Linked DNA regions of Oryctolagus cuniculus: region 1 is linked to region 2. The links are chromatin contacts, called in public Hi-C maps. All regions are on one chromosome and are shown on one strand. The core of a region is the stretch at or near the end of the contact, and the rest is flanking DNA. Distances in the headings are between cores, read along the strand shown. Region 1 has its middle 39 kb from the start of RHOJ. Region 2 holds the start of RHOJ (ras homolog family member J).

The links. A called contact is a pair of places that touch in the nucleus more often than the background predicts.
Region 1: a Hi-C map of skin fibroblasts shows a contact between it and region 2, with 5 times the contacts expected there. The contact joins the enhancer-like site here to the promoter of RHOJ in region 2. A contact is called at or near these places in 2 of 6 Hi-C or Micro-C datasets (psoas muscle and skin fibroblasts).

The regions. Positions count from the first base shown.
Region 1 is chr20:7,275,238-7,279,556 of mOryCun1.1, forward strand. No RefSeq gene overlaps it. Among named protein-coding and RNA genes, the nearest start is that of RHOJ, 39 kb to the left of the region's middle. Within about 2 kb of position 2,329, at least 1 of the 8 cell types and tissues checked has an H3K27ac peak or open chromatin away from gene starts, as enhancers often do.
Region 2 is chr20:7,236,957-7,240,806 of mOryCun1.1, forward strand. RHOJ (ras homolog family member J) reads right to left here and starts at 1,615. Exons shown (of 5, transcript XM_002719551.5): 1 at 561-1,615. The coding sequence starts at 738.

The DNA of each region.
Region 1 (4,319 bases), core at 1,079-3,578, 39 kb after region 2:
CCCGACCGGGACTAGAACCTGGTGTGCCGGTGCCGCAAGGCGGATGATTAGCCTAGTGAGTCACGGCGCCGGCCTCTCTTCTTCTTCTCTGTGAGTGGAAACTCATCCCCTCTCACCCCACCCCAAGCCTTGCCCAACAGAAGGGATCAACCTCCTCCCCAAACAGAACCTCATTACAGAGCACCAGTCCCCACACAGCCAGTCCAAGGGCTTCCAAGGGCCCAGGGCCAGAGTGCTGCCACCACCCCATCTTTGCCCCGGTCTTGTCCTGGCTCTTTTGGGGTCTGCCTCAAGCGAACAGGCAGGGGAGGATGTGGAGGGATCAGTCATGCATCGCACAGCTGCAACTGATCCCCCGAAGTGACTTGGGCTGCAGCCCCACAGCTGCGAAGCAAGCCAAGCAGCCAGCCCATGTTCACAGCCACTGAGTCTCCAAGGGGGGAGGGAACCTATCGAACCAGATGTTACTTCTAGCAAAAAACTTGACCTCCGAATTGTGCATCTGTGCAACTTATCTTCTTCTACTTGCCCTTAGATCATGAAAACCCTGCTGGGAAGGCCTGGAAGCAAACAGAGAAGGAACACAACTTCAGTAGGAAAAGAAAGTCACAAAATGCTGATGTTTTTGCCAAAGCACTTATTCTGGACTCTCTCTGCTTCCTTAGCTTGAACTCATATTGCCAAGTCCTTTCCGGGAGGGGCAAAAAAAAAAAAAAAAAAAAAAATCTGTGGAGTAGCTGTTGATCCGGATTCTGGTGTTTTTTGTTTTTTGTTTTTTTGTTTTTTGTTTTTTTTTTTTTTTAATTCTATTTATCACAGGGTTTGAGGAGGAGGCTTAGGGGAAAAGGAATCCCTCCCCTTGCTTGAAATTCTAGACGTTTTCAGAGCAAACCTTCTCACTTGGTAAAGCCACTGTGCCTTAGGGCTGCTGGGCATGGTTTGAACGCCGTTGAGTGCTCAAGGGTCCCAGATGGAGGAAAAGGAAGATCAGAATCTTGCCTGCTTTCCATGTGTTAGGTTACTCAGGGCTATGTTCCACTGAAAGGGGGGGGCACCTTTTTTCTAAACAGGACAAAGAGGCTGTGCACCTGTCAGTTACTGTGCCTGCAGGTTCCCTTTCCTGGATGGGCTGTCTTTTCCTAGTTAGTGTTCCTGCTCCCATCTCAGGCCCCTTGACCAGCAGCACCCCCGTCAGCAGGTGCAGGCCAGGGCTGCAGAGCAGAGAGCTTGCAGAGGACTCTGTCCAGGGGTCAGAGGCCCGAGTCTGGCTCTGGACTTGGATCTCCATTCCCATCAGGGAGCTTTGGCCCTGAGTCCCAAGTGTGCCTCTTACACTCAATGGGTAGATTTTTGTCTTATTTCCTGAGCAAATTCATATTGCAAATACCTGCCTGGTGTCTGCACCCCCTTGGAACTAAGGTCCTCTCTCTTTCTGGGCACTGGAAGGACCAACATGTGTGAAACAAAAATTACTTTTCTGTTGCAGTGGACAATCTTTCCTGGTGCTATCTTCCTACCTGGCGTGCAGCGTCTGAAACTCGCTCATGGCTTTGCACCCTCCAGGAAGGAGTAAAGAACAGCACCACACAGTCCCACACTGACCCCGCCATTAGTTGGTGCTGTCATCATTGCACCGCACTGCAGGAATCCAGAAATCCAGTTACTGGTTAACTCAAGCCTTGCTTTGCTCATCTGTGAAGTGGGTACAGTAATAATATATATGCCATAGGATATTGTGAGGATTGTATGGGCTCATACGTTACATGATAGGACATTGCAAAGCTCCAATTAGAATACCTGGTAGATGTTCTGGCTTGGTGGTTAAACTGCTGTTTGTGATGCTGACATTTCATCTGAGTGCTGGTTCAACTCTCGGCTGCTCTGCTTCAGATTTAGTTCCTTACCAATGCACCTAGGAACACAGCAGAGGACAGCCCAGTACTTGGGCCCCTGCCTCTCAAGTGGGAACTCAGAGCTGCGTAGGCTGCTCTCCTGTCTACTTCTGATGGTGGATATCACCAAGGTCTTGTTGTTCTCTATTGGTGTCACAAGCACATTGAGTCTGGGCTGAACCTGTCTATGTCTCAGAAAGCTCAGACATGGGGCAGGCATGGGGTCACACTGAGGTCTGTGCCCACGGGCCACGAGACAGGACAGGAGGGAGGGGCTTCCCCTCTCTGTCTCAGTGCCCTGCCATTTGATGAGGGGGCCTAGGTGAGAGCCTTCCCAAGGCCTCCAGTCTAATCCCTGGTTCTGTGTGTGCAGGGAGTTTGCACTTTCTCATGGGACTTGTTACCCTGAAGCTTGAATGGTTTAGACCGGTAGAAGATTCGATCTCAGAATGTTCATACCAGCTGGCGCCGCGGCTCACTAGGCTAATCCTCCGCCTTGCGGCGCCGGCACACCGGGTTCTAGTCCCGGTTGGGCGCCGGATTCTGTCCCGGTTGCTCCTCTTCCAGGCCAGCTCTCTGCTGTGGCCAGGGAGTGCAGTGGAGGATGGCCCAAGTCCTTGGGCCCTGCACCCCATGGGAGATCAGGATAAGTACCTGGCTCCTGCCATCGGATCAGCGCAGTGCGCTGGCCGCAGCGCGCCAGCCGCGGTGGCCATTGGAGGGTGAACCAACGGCAAAGGAAGACCTTTCTCTCTGTCTCCCTCTCTTCTCTCTCACTGTCCACTCTGCCTGTCAAAAAAAAAAAAAATGTTCATACCAAGTCAAGTATGATGTTTCCTCCTTGATTCAAGTGAAGTTACCTTTAGATCTGTGGATATCAATATGAGATTGAAAACATCAGGGAAAGAGAAACTGGAGCAGAAAGGAGTAAGGAATTACATCCGAAAAGATGAGTGGTTAGAGAGGGAGGAGGGGTTAGTCTGGGCTAGAAACCCACAAGGTCTTCAGATACAACCCTCGGATCCCAACAGGCGTTTTCCATCCAGTCCTCTTTTGACTCTTTTGCTCACCAGATTTCATTTTCAGTTTTATCGTCCCCCTCTGTAACCTTGTCCATCCATTATTCTGATTTTATGTTTTCGGTTTGAAAATTTATATAACACAAGACTCAAAAAAAAAAAAAAAAAGATGCCGGAAATTCTTGGGCAAGAAGACAATCGTGTCTTGAAACAATTATGGCTGTTCTTGTTTTTCCTCTCTGCCAGAAATGATCAGTTGGGAAGCAGGACAGTGCTTTCCAACAAATAACTCACGTGTTTGAAAATGTTTAATTGTTTAGAAGAAGGATGAGAACATTAAATGTATGACTTTATTTGAAGAAAACGTTAAAAGTCTCTGTTGAAGGTCTTCTGTGAATGTGATTAAATGCATTACAAAGAGGAAAGATGTGTAATCAGAGGAAAAAATTTAGCAAGAAAATCAACACACGATTATGCTCCGATTTAAAGAGTTTGAGAGCAAAGCAAGATGCATTTCATAAACAATTAATTTTTAAAATTTTCTTGAATAACAATATCCTTTGGCCAGAGGAACAGATTAATTCTTCCTAAATCGTTACTCATACAAGGTACTTGAAGATCACAGGAAATTTATTACGATTCCAGATCGGCACAGGTCTTCAGTTGGGTTATGAGTGTGCCAGGTATGGCTCTCAAATTTCATCCTGGAGAGTTTTACTCCTCCAGATCCTAAAGACATCTTGTCCTGCTTACGTTCCCAGGAAAAATACGACTGGTTCTGGGTGATATGATTTCTCCTGTTTGTGTTTTGAGGACGAGAATGCAACCTGAGAGTGGCAGTGACTGGAGGGGCATAATCTTTGGCTCCTAGATGCAGCCAGAGCTGTGTTCTTGGGGCTGAGCCGAGGGCTAAAGGCTGGGAGGCACAACAATACGTCTCATTAATTCACATTGGGAGGTCTTCATCAAAAGGGCAGGGAACTCATTCTTGGAAAGTGAATGCATAGATTCCAGGGAGAAGAGTAATGACCCTGAAGTGCATGGAATACTTGCCATTACCATTCATAGAGATTTCTTTTGTTCCCAACTGAATCCAACCTACTGTCTAGAGAGACGGAGTCTGAAAAGTGAAAACTTCAGTTCATGCTTTCGCCTAGAGGGTCACTGGGTGTCTTTCTCCACCTACTGGCCAGTGCCTCCCAACCAGCTGAAAGACAGCTGGTTATTATGGCAATGAAGCAAGTGAGGTTTTTTTGTTTAGCAACGCTAGGCTATCAAATCCTAGAATGAAGAAGAGAGTTAAGCTTATGCTTGGAAAAACCAGTGGGCGTATTAATAATTAGGTTGGCTTGCACAGCTTCCTTTGTTCCAATGACATGCTTTGCATTCTCCTGGCGAAAGAGCAGGC
Region 2 (3,850 bases), core at 365-2,864:
GTGTGTGAGTGGTGATTTTTTTTTCCCGTAGAAAAGAATCGTGAATGCAATCACGCCACATTTGAGAAAGTTGACAGGAAGCAGTGACTCTCCAAGCAGATGTTGAATAAAACGCCCAATCCAGGGGGCAGTTTGAGTGTGTCCCAGTGTCACCCATCTGCTCCACGAGTGGAGAAACTGTTCAGATACAGCGCCACAAGCAAACTGGTCTCCCAACGGTCCTGCAGAGGCTTTGTTCAAATGAGGGTGCTCCAAAATGTTCATGAGACAGAAGACAACGTTTATTTCGGTGCAAAAGTTTTTGAAATCCTTTCCCGCAGACTGTGCGCACCGCACCTACGCCTGGGTTCCAACATTTTGCACCGCCATAAAAGTGTCTTTCCATGCCCCTGCCCACCTCCTTTGGGAAGCATCCTCACACGTTGTGCGTGAGGCTCAGCCACCCGATGACGCGCACGCAGGCCCGCACCCAGCGCTGCCGCGAGACCCAAGCCGGGTCCTTGCGCGCCTGGGGTCTCCGCTCCCCCCCGCCCCCGCCGGCGCACCCCGGCTCTCCCTACCTGCATAGTGGTCGAACACGGTGGGCACGTATTCCTCGGGGAAGGCGTCGTTGGCGTAGCTCATGAGCAAGCAGGTCTTCCCCACCGCGCCGTCGCCGACCACCACGCACTTGAGCATCTTCTTCTCGGCGTGGTCCGCACAGCCGCAGCTGCTGTCAGTCCCCTCGGTGCAGTTCATGCTCGCGGCCGCGGCGGCTGGGACTCCCGCTGGCTGCTGCTCCCGCCGCTTGTCCCGCAGAGCCGGTGCCAGGCTGGACGGAGTTCACTCTGCCTCGCTTGGGGTCCCTTGGAGCATCCGGACACGTCGGAGGCTGGCGTGCGCCCCGTCGCTCGCCATCGCGGTCCCGAACAGCGACAGGCACTCGCAGCGGGGTGGGGTGTGGAAGGGAGGAGGGTTGTGAGAAGGGTCCGATCCTCTCCCTTCTCCGTTTAAGCAATCTTCATCTCCAGAGTCCTGGAGGCTTCGCTGGCAGTCTAGAAATTTCAGCGGCTTGCGGCTTCCCGCTCTGCTCTGCCCGTCTGCAGCCCGGCTGGGATTCGGCTAAATCGTCCCCATTTTTTTTTTCCCCACTTCACAGCTAACATGGAGGAAAGCTGGGCTTTTTAATGGAGTTTTTCCACCCCCCTCCCTTGCTTCCTCCAGCTTGCCGAAGCTCAGGAAATCATGGGTTTCCTGCTGCATTCCATATTAGGATCAGTGGGCTGGGAGGGCTGCAACAATGGGAGCTCTGTGTGTGTGTTTGTACTTGTGGGGAACGATGCCAGGACACGGAGTGGGAAAGCACTAGGGGTCCCGCTGCCGGCTCAGGCTCTCAGACTTCCTGTTGCATCGCTGCTAGGCAGCCTGCTTGCTCCTGGCTGGCTGGGAAAGGCTGGGGGCCGGCGAGTCCCGGCTGCCCCAGGAGCAAGAGGGAACGGCTGGAGCGAGCGCGCAGAACCGCACCAGCAGTTGTAGCATAACATATGACATCATCGCTCCCTGAGTCACCGGTGGAGGGCTCTGAGAATTAAACACGGCCGTTTCTTGGCTGGCTTCAGTGAGCACCCTCGCCACGCTTCGCTGCAATAAAGAAGCAACCCTTCCAAGGTGATTTTTTTTTTTTTTTTGGTAGGTCGCAGGTGTAACGCGAGAGTACTTCAACAAGTTCGTGGAATGCGGACTCGAAAGACAAGTTTATTTTGCTGCAAAACCTTTAGAAATCCGTACACACGAGGGCTCTTTACAAAGTTGCTAGAAAAATGTACACTATGCGAAAATTTACGTGTGGATTGCTACGTTTTCTGCGCCCAAATTAAACATCTCTTTGGATTCCCTTTTCCATGAACATTTCAAGGTACACGTGTGTGTGTGTGTGTGTGTGTGTAAGAGAGAGAGAGAGAGAGAGAGAGAGAGAGATCAGGCTTACAAACTGCTCTATTTGAGTATAGCACCCAGATATGTATTCCAGACACAAACATTTCTTACGGCTGTAGCACATAAATCAGACGTGGGAAGTCTGCATTTTCTTTTGAGGAAATAAACACACATGTGCTTGGATTCTGCGTAACACCCTCGGACAGGAGAGAGTGAAGACATGTTTTTGGTTCGTCTAGGGTTCCTCAGGCTGATACTGCCTAGACATTTCCCTTTTTGATTTAGTCCTGTCCCCGTGGGCCAGCCTGGCCCTCTTTTATTACAAAGGAGCCCTTGGAAGTGAATTTATTTGTTGGTTGGGTCACTCTAAATGAAGCCCCTTTGAAGCTCAGTGTTTGATGAATGTATTTGGTCTTGGAAAAGAAGTAGAACTCTGCAAATCATTTTGATAAATGAGCCAAAACAGCGGAACTCTTTCTTTGAGACTTTTGAACACTGATGTTGTAGGATTCAAAAATTACCCAATCATTTTTGAGATTTTCTTTTTTTGATGAGGTTTTTTTTTTTTTTTTTTTTTTTTTTTTTTTTTTTATTGGGGAGCTGGGAGAGAAATCTTTTAGTTGGTAGCTATCAATAATGTAAGGGAGGGTGCAATAGGTAAAGCCCTCGCTTAGGACACATGCATCCCATATCATAGCACCTGGGATCCAGCCCCTTCTGTTCTGTTTCTGACCTACTTCCTGCTAATGCGTCCTAGGAGTGCCTAAGCCCGTGACACCCACATTGGAGTCTCATATGGAGTTCTTAGCTCCTGGCTTTTGCTATTACAGCCAACTGGGGGAGTACAATAGTGGATAGAAGCTCTCTCTAAGTATATGAAAATAAATAAACATTAAAAAAAGGAGGGGCTGGCACTGTGGCATAGCTGGTGGGTAAAGCCACGGCCTACAGTGCCGGCATCCCATATGGGTGCCAGTTTGAGTCCTGGCTACTCCACTTCTGATCCAGCTTTCTGCTATGGCCTGGGTAAGCAGTAGAAGATGGCCCAAGTGCTGTGGCTCCTGTACCCACGTGGGAGACCTGAAGAAGCTCCTGGCTTTGGCCTGGCCCAGTTGCAGACATTGTGGCCATTTGGGTAGTGAACCAATGGATGGAAGATTTCTCTCTCTCTCTGTGTGTAACTTTGCCTTTCAAATAAAATAAATATTTTTTAAAAAAGAAAAGAAAACAATATTTTAGATAAAGTCTCCATGCCAGTTCTAATTGTTATCCCTTTAAATCTTTGGAACTAAAATATATTCTTACCATTCCACCCGGGCAAGCAATCACAAATCTATTGCCTTATAGCCCTAAGGTAAAACACTGAATTGTCTTGTCTTTTTTTTTTTTGACAGGCAGAGTGAGACAGTCAGAGAGAGAGAGACAGAGAGAAAGGTCTTCCATTTTCCATTGGTTCACCCTCAAGTGGCCTCTACGGCCAGTGCTGCACTGATCCGAAGCCAGGAGTCAGGTGCTTCTCCTGGTCTCCCATGGGGTGCAGGGCCCAAGCACTCGGGCCATCCTCCACTGCACTTCCGGGCCTCAACAGAGAGTTGGACTGGAAGAGGAGCAACTGGGACAGAATCCGGCACCCTGACCGGGACTAGAACCTGGTGTGCCGGTGCCGCAGGTGGAGGATTAGCCTAGTGAGCCTGGGTGCCGGCCCAAGGTCAGGTTTTCAACAGTGAAAATGATTTATTCAGGACAGGCGTTTGTGGTTAAGACACTGCCTGGGGGGCCAGTGCCGTGGCTCACTTAGTTAATCCTCCGCCTGCAGCGCCAGCATCCCATGTGGCCACTGGGTTCTAGTCCCGGTTGTTCCTCTTCCAGTCCAGCTCTCTGCTGTGGAGTGCAGTGGAGGATGGCCCAAGTGCTTGGGCCCCTGCACCTGCATGGG